Regions from separate parts of the Mus musculus genome. Here region 2 is linked to region 1. A link is a contact called in public targeted proximity ligation data. All regions are on one chromosome and are shown on one strand. The core of a region is the stretch at or near the end of the contact, and the rest is flanking DNA. Distances in the headings are between cores, read along the strand shown. Region 1 has its middle 5.1 kb from the start of 1700028P14Rik. Region 2 overlaps Apba1 (amyloid beta (A4) precursor protein binding, family A, member 1).

Region 1 (6,431 bases), core at 2,411-4,910:
TTAATTATAGCTAGTGAGTTGTAAGTGTGTTGGTTTATTCCTCTTACCTGAAATGTTATATCATTCGAGTAACATTTTTTTCTAACTTCCTACTCATACTGTATACTCCTCGTGACCATGCTTCACCTGTCTCTGTTGGTTTCACCTTTGAAGATAACACATATATTATATGGGGTTTGAAGATAACACATATATAATATGGGGCTTAGGAACTTTATTATTCTGTTTTCTGTTGCTATAACAAAATGCCAGGAACTGTGTACTTTATAAATATATTCGTTTAGCTCACAATTTTGGAGGCTCTACATAGTGCCTACATCCCTTCTCAGTTCTGGTGAGAGATAGATCTTCAGGTTAAATGACAAAATTGTAGATGTGTATGGAAAGGAAAGTCACATGGTAAGGTAGGAAGCCAGAATGAATTTGGGGTCAGGCTTGTTCCATTATATACCTCATTTTTACAGAAATTAATTTAGTCTGTGAGACCAGCCTTAAGTGCTTCTGACAGTCATAAACCTCTCATTTATCTGGGTTTTTGGTTCTCTCTCTTAAAGATTCTACTATCTGTCAACATTACTACACTGGTGGCACATGGACTTTGGGGGAACTCTTAATCCATATTGTCAGTATTACAAGGTCTAGGTAGAATCGTGGTACCCCAAAAAGGCTGCAGAGCACTGGACTACCTCTTCCACAGGGCATCTGTCACTATACATTGAGGATTTTTATCAATAGAACATTTAAGAGGTCATGCTTACTTTCTCCATTGTCACCAGAGTCGTTTTCTATGAGGATTCCTGTTTAAGTCATCTGTGTATCCTGAAGAGACTACATCAGTCCTGTCCTTCCTACGACAGGGGGATTGCCACTAGAGGTAGTATGCAGCTCCCTACAAGGCCGACTTATAACAGGTTGCTTTCTCCAGGCTGATGGATTCTGTGAGCATATTGTTACAGATTGTGGGCCAGAGTTCTACTGTTATACGTGGTTTGGTCATTGTTCATTTGCATTCCCAGTGTCTCAATATAGCAATATGGGTGCAAGGGTACTGTAAACCCAGGCACGGGCAGTACCATTTGTTGCCTTTAATCTTCCAGACTGCTGCATCCTAGCCCAAATCTGTTTTTAAACTTAGTCCTGTAGAACCAGAATAAGTGTTTCTTCAAAGCCTCTGAGAGTCCCACGACCAAAACTTGAGGTCTGCTGTAAGATTTCTGCAACTGGAGAAATAGAATGAGCCAGAAACTCAAAGCAAACAATTGGCTACTGTTATTTCTCCCAAACCACCTTCATGAGCATCAATTTTATCTCTGCACACTAATCTTCGAGACTGCTCTCACTGCACTTAGGTTTAGGATTGTATCATCCAAAGAAAGCATTATCCAATTGATGCTGCTGCAGTGATAAGTTGGGCAACTTGCTGAAGGGCTTGACTATGTTTTCCTACAGCCAGTCTGCTCTTGGTCAAGACACCATGTGTAGGGCCCCAGGGATATTTCTGGAATTTGAAAGATGCTGAAGTTCCTTGATGAAAAATAGACCAGCCATTCTCCTTTGGTGTTTGTTAGAACAGGAAGAGAGATGGCTGTCAATACGGGATTGATTTTTACCCATAGATTGAAATCATCCCACTTTGATGGCTCTCAGCAACTTTTTCTTGAATAATAAATAAGGAAGAAAACTTTAGCAGCCTTGTCTTTCCATTCAGGTAGAAACATGTCTGCTTGCATTATCTGAGGCCATTTCTTTTCTCTCAAGAGACGCCTGATATATTATATGAATTCCACCTCTCAAGTAATTTCAAATGGGATTGAAGAAAAACTAGTTTTAGTTCAGTCTAATCAGATAAGTGTCTATTGGTGCCATGGCTTCATCTCAGTCCTGTCATTTTCCATAACGTCAAGGATAACATTTCACTCTTGATCTGGATAAATAGAGAGCTGCAGGCTAAAGAGGATGCTCAAAGAACTTCACAAGGGCTACTGAGGAAACGAAGTATAGCTCTGTTGATGAAGAAATGGGCATGTCTCATAGATGAGGCTGAAATGAGAACACATCAGGAAAACATTATAGGAGGAGAAAAATGATTTCATTATGTAAAATATGAATTGTAATAATCAAAATGAACAGTTTAAGTGATTTTATAAAAAGAAAGTGTTCACCGAGTTCTTGTGAGTTTATCTTATGCTAAATGAATGTAGAAAGCTAAGTGTAAAAAGGTAAGCCAAAGCATGGGCTGAGAATGTGTGTCTGCAATCCTAGCACTAGGGAGACTGAGGCAGGGGGATTGAGAATTAGAGACCATCCTGGGCTTGCAGGACAAGATCTTGTCTCAAAAAGCAAACAAGCCAAGAGCAAAGGATGCTCTTTAATTCAGAGTAGATATCACAATGCTAATGTAAAACAAGGGAACTCAGGATCAAAAGAATTAAAATGGAACAAAAGATATCATTTAAAATAAAAAATATCTCCTGACAAAGAAGATGAAGAAACTCATTCACACAGTCATAGAGTATACTAGTAGGTTCTTCTGGCTCCCCTCTACTATGTCAATCACAAGAAGGTTGCCTAGTAACCTTCTCCATCCTCATTTCTTCCCAGCGTGTTTTCTTCCCACTAGGCATGGCTCCTACACATCTTCGGGGATTGCTTTTCTTAAATGATACTTTCTAAAATGTCATTTATTTTGATGCAATTGCTGCAAAACACGTTACTGCAGATGCAATGAGCTTCACATGAGCACGCATTAATTTAAACTTTTGTAAGACAGAAGTCTGGCTGGACTTGGATGAATTATTAAGGTCTTATGAATCTCAAATCAAGGTGTCGGTTGAGTCACCTTCTAATCTGGATGCTTTGGTGAGGGAATTCACATCTAGTAGTAGAACTCAGTTATTTGAAGGCCTGACATCCACATTCTTCTCTTAGTGGTACTCTAGCGTACTCTACTCTTAGACTTCTGGATCCTTCCTTCAGACTTTGAATAATCCTTTTATCTTCTGTGCTGGCAGCTGCACCTCAAACTCCTCCAATGTTTTCCTCTGCTCAGCCAGCGAAACCGTCCTCTTGATAAGAACGTGTATAATCTCTTCTGTTTAAGTAGCTGGTTCTTTTAATCAGAAAAGCCTCCTTTTTTGGTGCGTATGAGGTGATCTAACCACGGGGTCAACATCGCACCTGCTTCCTCGTCCCTTGGATTGGGGCAGGAAATCTAGAAATGGCTCTGTAGATTTTTAGGCTCCTCTCTGCTTCAACAGTCAGAGGCTGGAATAGGGAAATGTCCTGAAGAAATCAGGCCCGGGAGTCTCAGATGTTTACACCAGAGGTATCCCTGGAATTTAAAGCTGCATACCAAGTTACAAGAGTCCAAAGATACCTGATTAGGGGGCCTAAGGAGTTTGAATGACTCAGCTCTCTGCCCTTCGTTATCAAAAAAGTACTTGCTCAGTCGCTGCCGTAAATGGACTTTATCTAGAAATCACTGGCGTTTCTCGGAGAATTCCTAGACCTAACATTAAAGCAATTGCGGAAAGATTCCCCCGCCCCTTGGGTTTTTCTATCTCAATCAGGATCAGAGAGCTCTCTCCAGCTTCATACCTGAGCCCTTCAACCCCATGGGCAATATGGAGGCAGCCCTTTGTCTTGCTAAATAGCCAAGAACTGGCTGGACCCTTCAGATCCTCAGTCAGTTCCTTACCCATCATCTCCCTGAGCATCTATGGGTGGGGCTTACTGGGAAGAGATAAAATGTCCACCTTCACCAGTAGCAAATAAGCACCCGATTCTTCCCCCTCCTTTTGAGCTGCTTCTCTGATGAGAGATGAGAGCCCTTCATACAGATTGACGAGCACGAAGAACAAAAAAGCTTCAGCAATGTTGACCTGAACTTCTTGGTAGTTAAATCGTCTCCTCCTTCCTACTGGCAAGTACCGAAGCTCCCAGAAATCAAAGCCACACTGGGCTAAGAAAAGGAGAAACGAAGGGCTCCTTAGTCTGCTGGTGACAGCGGATATTTAGACCTTAAATAATTAAGGTTATACCATTTGTACCATATTAAGGAAGGCTCTAATCTACACTTACATTAGAGCATGTCATTACTATTCTAAAAAAATTAAATTTTTATCGTGATAGTTAGGAACATTTCTGCCAAGGAATTTTACTGATTGACTAGATTAGATATTAAAATAAGGGAAATGATAAATTATAGAATACTAGATGTTGAATATTTAATAAATCAATCCCATGTTGCTCGTGAAAGTTTCTGGGGGAAAAAAATGCCTGTTGCTTTCTAACATCTAATCAATACTAGTTAATGACACTGGCCTGAGGGCAAGTAGAGGCTGAACTGGTTCACAGACCAAAGCACAGAAGCATCACACTCAGAGTTAAAAAAATTGTTCTAAAACAGGCAGTTGGAGTTGAACTGTTGGTAATTTTCTAGAAGTTAGAGGAAAAGAACTAAGATCGATGCCGTTGCTAGAGATGATTTCTTCAGTAGCTCCTGGATCATAAAATTAGGTTCCAGTTTATAGGACTCTGTTGATAGGTGCAGCTCTTTTTCTTTCACACTTTTATATAACTTTGAACTGTGCCAGTTTCCTTTCCCTCTTTCTTCTCCTCCTCCCTCTCCTCCTCCTCTTCTTCTTCCTCTTCCTCTCCTCTTCTCCTCTTCATGCTGAGAAATGATTTGGACTCTCAAATTCATACTACCTCTAACCATAAGAAGATGAGGGTAGGAAAGCAGGGAGACAGCAGAGATGGAAATAAATGAATTTTATAAAATAAGGGATGATGAAAACAAGCATTGAAAAGCAAGAAACAAAAGGAGAAGAAGTCACAAGAGGATGAGGGAGAGGGGAAAGAAGAGAGAGGTTGGTGATGGAAAGGCTCAGAATGAATAAGAATATATAATATGTGGGCTCCAACATTTTTATGTCTGTGATTGGTGGTGGGGGGTCGTGTTTGTGGAGAACAATAGCTATGCCATCCTTGATTACTGCTTAGTTCTTCAATTATAAGTATGATGCAATTTAAGTACAGTTTTAAATCTACTTAAATTAAATTGGCATAGAGATCATACCAATGAATTTTCAGCCATTCTAAATTTTTTGTCTCTTTACTTGATAGACAGAGCTTTGGTAGGTGCTGGAGAGATGGCAGAGCAGTTAAGAGCACTGATTGTTCTTCCGGGGGGTTTGGGGTCGTCAGTCTCTAGTACCCACATGACAGCTCTCAACGTCTATACCTCCAGTTCCAGGGGATCCAGTACCCTCACATATACATGCATGTAGGCAAAACACCAATGCACATAAAATAAAAATAAACCAGTGAAAAATTAAAAGAAATGTAGGCAATCTAAATATATATATATATGAAGGAAGGGAGGGAGGAAGGAAGGAGGAAGGAACAGAGAAAAAAAGAGACCCGGTAAAGAAAAGTAATTTTAACAACTGGGTTGAGTGCATGCTGCTGTTGATTTGGAAGATTCTGAGATAAGGCTCTCCTAGAACTGAGCACAAGCACCCAGCTATTAGTTTGGGAAAAGAGGGAATGAGAAGGTGGATCTTTTTCCCAGGTAAATCATTAACTGATGTGGAAAGACCAGTCTTAATTGTGGGTGGGATCATTCTCTCTCCCCCCCCTCCCCCTCCCTCTCCCTCCCCCTCAAGGTTGAGACTTCAAGATGTTGGAGATACCAGAGTTTTGGGCCACCTGCTGAGGAGAGCTACAAGTCAGATGTGGAACCAGCTCAAGAAACAGAAGCGTGTTGCAGTCAGCAAAGCTGAAAGGAAAATGGAGATCTGAAGAGCTCGTTGACGTCAGACATGGAGATGCAGTATTTGTAGTTTGCCCAGCTGGGTTTAAGTCTTGGTTTGGTCCCATTTTTTCCTCACTGTGCATCCCTTTCTCCCTTTTAGAATGGTAATCCATTTTGTGGCATTGCATGTTGGAAGTATGTGAACAACTTTTTAATTTGATTTTACAATAGGTTACACAGATAAAAAGATTGCCATGAGTTTCAGAAGAGACTTTGAACTTTTAAACAGTGTTAAGACTGTTATACATTCATTTTAAATTATGAGTTGGCCATGAGCCTATGAGAGCCAGGGAGTAGAATATGGTGGTTTTCATAAGAAGGGCCCCCATGGGCTCATATATATGAATGCTTATTTGCAGGGAGTGGTACAGCCTTGGAGAAGTTGTGGCCTTGCTGGAAGAAGTGTATCACAGGGGATAGGAGGTTTTAAGAACCTGTGCTAGGTCCCAGTTCACTCTTTCTCTTTCTGCTTAAGGATCAGGATGCAGAACTCTCAGCCCCTCCTCCAACACTAGATCTGCCTGCATGTCCCCCTGTCCCCCCCCCCCCACCATTATCATTAATGGACTAAGCTCTGAAACTGTAAGCAAGCCTCTAATTAAATGCTGTCTTA
Region 2 (6,056 bases), core at 3,208-5,707, 140 kb before region 1:
AAAAGACTCAGTGACAGAGTACCTGCTAATCACATACTAGGCTCTGGCTTCAATCCTTAGTACCATTCCCCAATCTCAAATCCACAGGCATATAGTTAGTCTGTATAAGTCAAAGGTCAAAGGAGTGAGACAGCATCCTGGACAATCTATAGTGGCTGTTAGAGCACGAAAATGTTCCTTCCAAGTTACACATTTCCAACATGGTCAAGTGGAGCCATTAAGAGGCCATTGGGGTATGGGAGCTCATCCCCAGAGAGTAGCCTTCCGTATCCCTGCACGAGGTCTGAAGGAGGTGCCTCGTCCTTTTCTTTCTCTCCTCTGCCGCAACCGCAACCATCGGAGCAAGCAGGTGCTGGCGTGCTCACCTTAGCTTTCCCACCTCCCACTGTGCGGCAGTGAGTTTCTGTCCTTCATCAATCACCTAGACATCAGGATTCTTGCGTTAGCAACATAAAATAGACCAGAGCAAAGGCCCAGGTAGTGGTCTGTGTGCATCAGCCCATATTTGAACATAATGGGCATTATTCTCCACCCTGCCCCATGGTAAGACTCAGAAAGTCAGCTTTGTGATCAATTCACCTCAGATCATGGTACATATTTGTTATCGACTTGGGGAAATGCTGTGCTGGGAAGTCATACACAGCAAGAGGGGACCGAGCTACCTCACCACGGTCCTACAAACCTCCACATGTCATGACTGCTCACCACGAAAGTATCTACACCAAAGAGTTAAGCGCTTTTTGTTTTTTGTTTTTTCTCAGTTGAAAACCTGTTCTGTTTTTCCATACAGTATATTCTGATTACAGTTTCCTCTCCCAGGTCCACTTCCCCCACCCAAATCCACACCCTCTCTTCTTCTTCCTCATTAGAAAACAAACAGGCATCAAAAAAATAAAATAATAACAAGCTAGAAAAGGACAAAACAAACACACAAAAGGCACAAGAAGCATACAGATATTTCTGTCAGGAAAAAAAAAGGTATAGAAAAATAAACAAAATCTAGAATTTACTATCAGAGCCATTCTTAGGTACGCAGCTCAGTGCTATCGAATACTTTCATACTGGCTGGACCATAATAATACTTCTTTCTAAGTCTTTCTCTCTTCTCAATCTTTGAGCAGGCTCAAGATTCAGTCTGCTGCTTACTGACATATTTATGTCTAGCAATGCTAAGGTTTTGAGCATCAGATGCCCTGTAAGTCATACTTCCATGTGCAGATACACACACACATGCTCACATACACACAGTAGGACAGTGCAGGTGGAGCAAATACATTTTGTAAAATGTCAACCTTAAATGCTGTGTTCTCATAGCTGGGTACTCATAGCTGGGTAGTACTCTGCGGGAATGGTTAGCACTGTGACTCAGCTGTGGGCTGGGTAATGAAGAATAGTGACCTGCATATTTATCACTGCTAGACTGGCTGCTGTAACCTAAGGCCATACAAAGGGAACTGGGTTCAGTTCTTTGACAAGCACACAGCTTCCGATGATAGCTTTGTGGGGCATCACCATATATCTTCTGACTCTTCAAGAGCCACTGGTGTAAGCCAGTGGGTTGCCCGGGCTATCTTGGAACCACTCTGTTTCTCTTGATACAATAGCATTCACTCAGTGTTTGGTGTAGAATATCTGTGTACAAATGAGAGGATTCTAGGTTCTCCTGTGACTAAGGGGTAAGTAGGATGCATATGATCAATGTCCTGGAGGGGGGTTAAGACAAGTACCTGGACAACAGCTACAGGAGATGGAGATGAAACTTCCTATGGCAAGAGACACCATGGAAGTCAAAATCACCAGCTACTTGGGCAGTGACAAACCAGAGAGCTGTAACAAGTAGCACCAAGCTAGGATGTTTTCTTTGTCACAAAGACCAGGTTAATAGCCGCCTCTCTTGCGAGACTAAGGATAATGTGCATGCATGGCTCCTACCATCTTTAGAAGTCATATAAATGCAAGCCACCACATTTACATTACCTCAAAGAGTATAAGAACAGACTCACAGTTATTAAAACAGCCTTCTCCCTCACTTACTTGTGTGTATCCTGGGACATACAGAAATGCTTATACAATAGAGCATGCTTTATGAAAAAGGTCAGGCCAGATATGCATTCACATCTTCAGCTCTGGACTTGAATGGATGCAGCCTGACCTACTTGTTTACATCAGTGGGGGACTTGGAAAAATCTCTCTCTTTCTCTCTCTCATACTGTGTTCTGCTTAACAACAAAAGACCAAAATTTCCATTAAATGTCTGTACAAACAAACACATTTTCTTACAAAACCCCAACTTTCTGTTCTGTGTGGAACATTTCCTGACGCCTACTCTAGAGTATCAGGGAAGAGGGATTCCCAGCCCTGAGAAACAGCAGGAAGGCACTTCACTGGAAGGCCTTCCCCTGACATCATGGTCTCAAAGGCCCACGGGTCTCTGAAAAGCTTGGTCCTAGCTACAAAACTGCTTCTTCTTGTCTTGCCAAAATCGGGGCTAGGAGCCAACACTAAGGCCCTCCAGTTTCCCCTGAGAATGGTCTGGTTAGTGAGACCATTATAATAAAAGGGTAATTATCCTCTAATCCAAAACAAAGCCTGACATCAATTTTACCCACATTGGCATTGCCAGTGTTGAGTCAGGTGAGGAGCAGGTGGAAAGGATGTGATAAGGAGGTGGGTGGTACCCAGCCTGACAGTGGGGCAGGGGAGGGGGCTGGGCTCTGGAGATTATAAGGAAGTCCACAGTCATCTCTTCCTTGTGTATCTGGCAGGAAAGCAGTTGGGGAGGGTTGGGGGATCAGAAAGCTGCAGCAGGGGCCTGCCTCAGTCTCTCAAACCCAGGGCCTTCATCCGCAGGGAAATTAGAGTAAGCAGGCCTGGCCAGTCTGGCAGCTCTAGCAGCTATACAGGCAAATAGTAGCCAGGCCCAGCAGCCTGGGCTGAACAGAGCACAGGCAGTGAGAGAGCCAGTGCTGAGATGGGACTGGACGGGGCTGACTTCAAAGGCCTTGAGACAGTAGAGCCACCCGCTCGGCCATCCAATCATTGTGATGTGAGGGGTTTTTTAAATAGTTAGCCTCCTATTTAATGCATTATGTAAGATTATGGGAATTAAACACAGCACGTTAACCCCACTTGGTACCTTGTCGTCTAGTATTTCAGTATTTGAATGCTACGGAAGCTTTTCCTGAAGGCAATGCCATAGCTGTTAGGTTTCTGCCCCATCTCTGCTTCCCAGGGATCTGACACAGCACTTCCTGATGCTGCTGATATCACCTTACCGGGAGAAAATCTGTCCTTGCTGGTCCCTGGCTCTCCTCTTATTCTCTGACCTTTCCTTTGCCCTTCCCTGACTTTTGGACCATGGCTGCTTTCCATGTTCCTGGCCATCTTGCACTCAACTCACCCCACGCTGCCTACGTGTGCCCTGTTTCTTCTCAGTCTGCCGTCTCGTCCTGCTTCCTCGTGTGAGTGAGAGACCTAAGTATCCCACATGTCCACAACATACCTCAAACTCAGTCAGTGCAACAGGCAGGCAGCTGCTCTGCTGACCAACTGGAGTTATACCAAGCATCCTTCATTCCCAGAGGAAAAGCCAATGAAAACCAAATAGAATTGAGGCTGACTGCCCAGATATAGCGTTTGATAGCTTAGGTTTAAGTTTTGGTCCCACTCCTTATCAACTGTGGGATCATGGGCATGTTCATTGTCCTCTTAGTGCCCCACTGTTCACATCTGTAAAATGGACATAATAATAATAAGTTCATAGAAAGTCCATAACTTAGACAAAGCCTGTTAGATCATTGTTAAAATTCTTCTCCGTGAACATAATAGGAACAATATGTGTGAATAAGTCCCAGCAGGCAAATCTTTTATGATCATTAATCTGCCTTCTACCAGTGAATAAGCCATGGCATTTGGCAAAAGTGAAATAATTAATTGAAACCCAATGGTGGCTATGATTAGCAACAAAGAATGTTTTATTATCCCACACAAGCCTGATGACCACGGTAGATATTGTCCCTTGTCCCATCAAAACTGAGTGGTCTTAAAGATCATCTGATAGACTGGCAACCAAACACCTGAAACTTTAGGGGAACTTTTAAAAAAACACACATCCCCAGGCCCTCCACTCAGACTGTGTCTCGGTTGGTCTGGGATGTGTCCAAAGAATCTCGAATAACATATGCGTGTTAGATTCAATAATTCAATCCATTTTTCTTCTTGTCAAAGATGATGCACCATAGACGCAACAGAATTAGCCTGTGTGCCACAGATCTCAGCAAGAGGCAAGGGAGAGCTCACGTGCCATACATATCTCCATCACGCAAGTGAAGCAAAGGCATAAATGTGGCACCATGGGCTGCATGCCTGGGGGTGACAAAGAATGAGCGTCTATGTGTGGTTCACAGCTAGGTTTCATGAGGTCTGCATTTGCAGAGGCAAATGCTACTGCAAGATGCCTCTTACCCTGTGAGGTCACTTGGTAAGAAGCATTCTCAGGCCAGGAGAATACAAAGCCTACTTTATGCTTTTTCACTTTGAGAAGCCTCTGAATGTATTCTTGCAATGTATTCTTCCATGTGCCCAAGAACAACTAGTCTAAATTCCTGCCATGCTAAAGATCTCTCCTAGAAGTGTCACAACAGGAGACAATATTTCCCAACCCCAAGAGCCTTCTAATGTTTGGAAAGCAGCTCATTGTCCACGCTGGTTTTGGCAATCACAGTCCCTAGAAACAGCACTGTTGCCTTTGTGACCAGCACAAGCAGCCACAGACTGAACAGTGACCTCATGGCTTAAATGTCCACTCCCTTGGCAAAGGTACAGTTCCTGCTACAAAGATAAGACCCAGGCTTTATCACAATGGGGCAATAGCAGACATGGCCTTTGTCTCAAATAGCCAAACTCTAATGGAAAAGTCTGGAAAATTGCACATTCAAGAATGGCTTGGAGGGACTCATAAAAAAAAAAAAACCCTATGTTAGTAAGCTATTAATATTATTACGTTTCAAATGTGCTTTTTAAGGGACACTTAGACTTCACTGTGTACCCATTTTCTCTGGTTTTCTGTGACCCACACTGGCCAGAGGCTATAGTGAAATAGATGGCACAGGGTGATCTTATAATTTACAGGGGGCCTAATTTTCCTTGTCCCCAGATGTCTCCTAGGAATACATCTGCTTAAAGCTTAAGTCCTGTGGAAGACAGGCAGGTTCTGCCTTCTTTCATTTTCCTCTCAAAAGCTGTCTGATCAATGGTGTCAGAGAGCAAGCTTGAAGTCACGGAGGGAGGGATGTACCCTCAGTTGGGCCATCTCCACCCTTTGTGTTTCCAGTGTGAACTACTTGGGCTCTGTGCTTTGAAACCAGCTTCTTAAGTAGCTCACTAAGCTCCCGAATTGCTGCTCTGGCCAAGGAACTTCTCTTCTTCAGCTTCTTGGAGACCACAGCTGCAACAATAAGCTTATAGCTGGGGACTTCCTTAAGAGAGTCTGTCATATGTAGTTTTCTTGTCCTGGCCTTTGGACCGCTTCTTTTTAGCCCTGTCCCTAGACTTGTTTAATGGGTCTTTGTCTTTCTTGACCAACTAATAATATGGAACACTGCATGAAAGCACACATTCTCCATGGAAGTCAGCCAGGGAGGTGTGGTCTTGAAATACAGATTCCTCCGTCTAAAACAGGACTGTCTGGTACAGGCTTTGTGGGATCACAGGAACCTGTATTCTAACAAGCTCATGGTTAGCCTTTTTCTTTTATCAAAATAGATTCTTTTCTCATCTCTCCTGACTGTAGTTTGCCCTTCCTCTACTCCTCCCAGTTCCTTTCCCTCCCATGCCTTCTGGATCCACTCCCTTTCTATCTCTCATTAGAAGAGAATAGGCTTGTAAGAGATAACAACCAAATGGCAAATAAAATATAATGAGGTAAAGCAAAACCCATCACACAAAGTCCAGACCAGCCAACAGAACAGGTGGAAAAGATCAGGAACAAGACAAAGCTGTCCGCTCTCTCCATACCTATTCCATATAGGACTTGATCTTAGCTGGAGTAATAAGAC

What was found.
Region 2: a targeted proximity ligation map of extraembryonic endoderm stem cells shows a contact between it and region 1. A contact is called at or near these places in 2 of 39 promoter capture datasets (cranial neural crest and embryonic stem cells) and 2 of 130 datasets of targeted methods (embryonic stem cells and extraembryonic endoderm stem cells).

What each region holds. Positions count from the first base shown.
Region 1 is chr19:23,654,685-23,661,115 of GRCm38.p6, reverse strand. No RefSeq gene overlaps it. Among named protein-coding and RNA genes, the nearest start is that of 1700028P14Rik, 5.1 kb to the right of the region's middle.
Region 2 is chr19:23,800,057-23,806,112 of GRCm38.p6, reverse strand. All of the region lies in intron 1 of Apba1 (amyloid beta (A4) precursor protein binding, family A, member 1), which reads right to left. Among named protein-coding and RNA genes, the nearest start is that of Apba1, 44 kb to the right of the region's middle.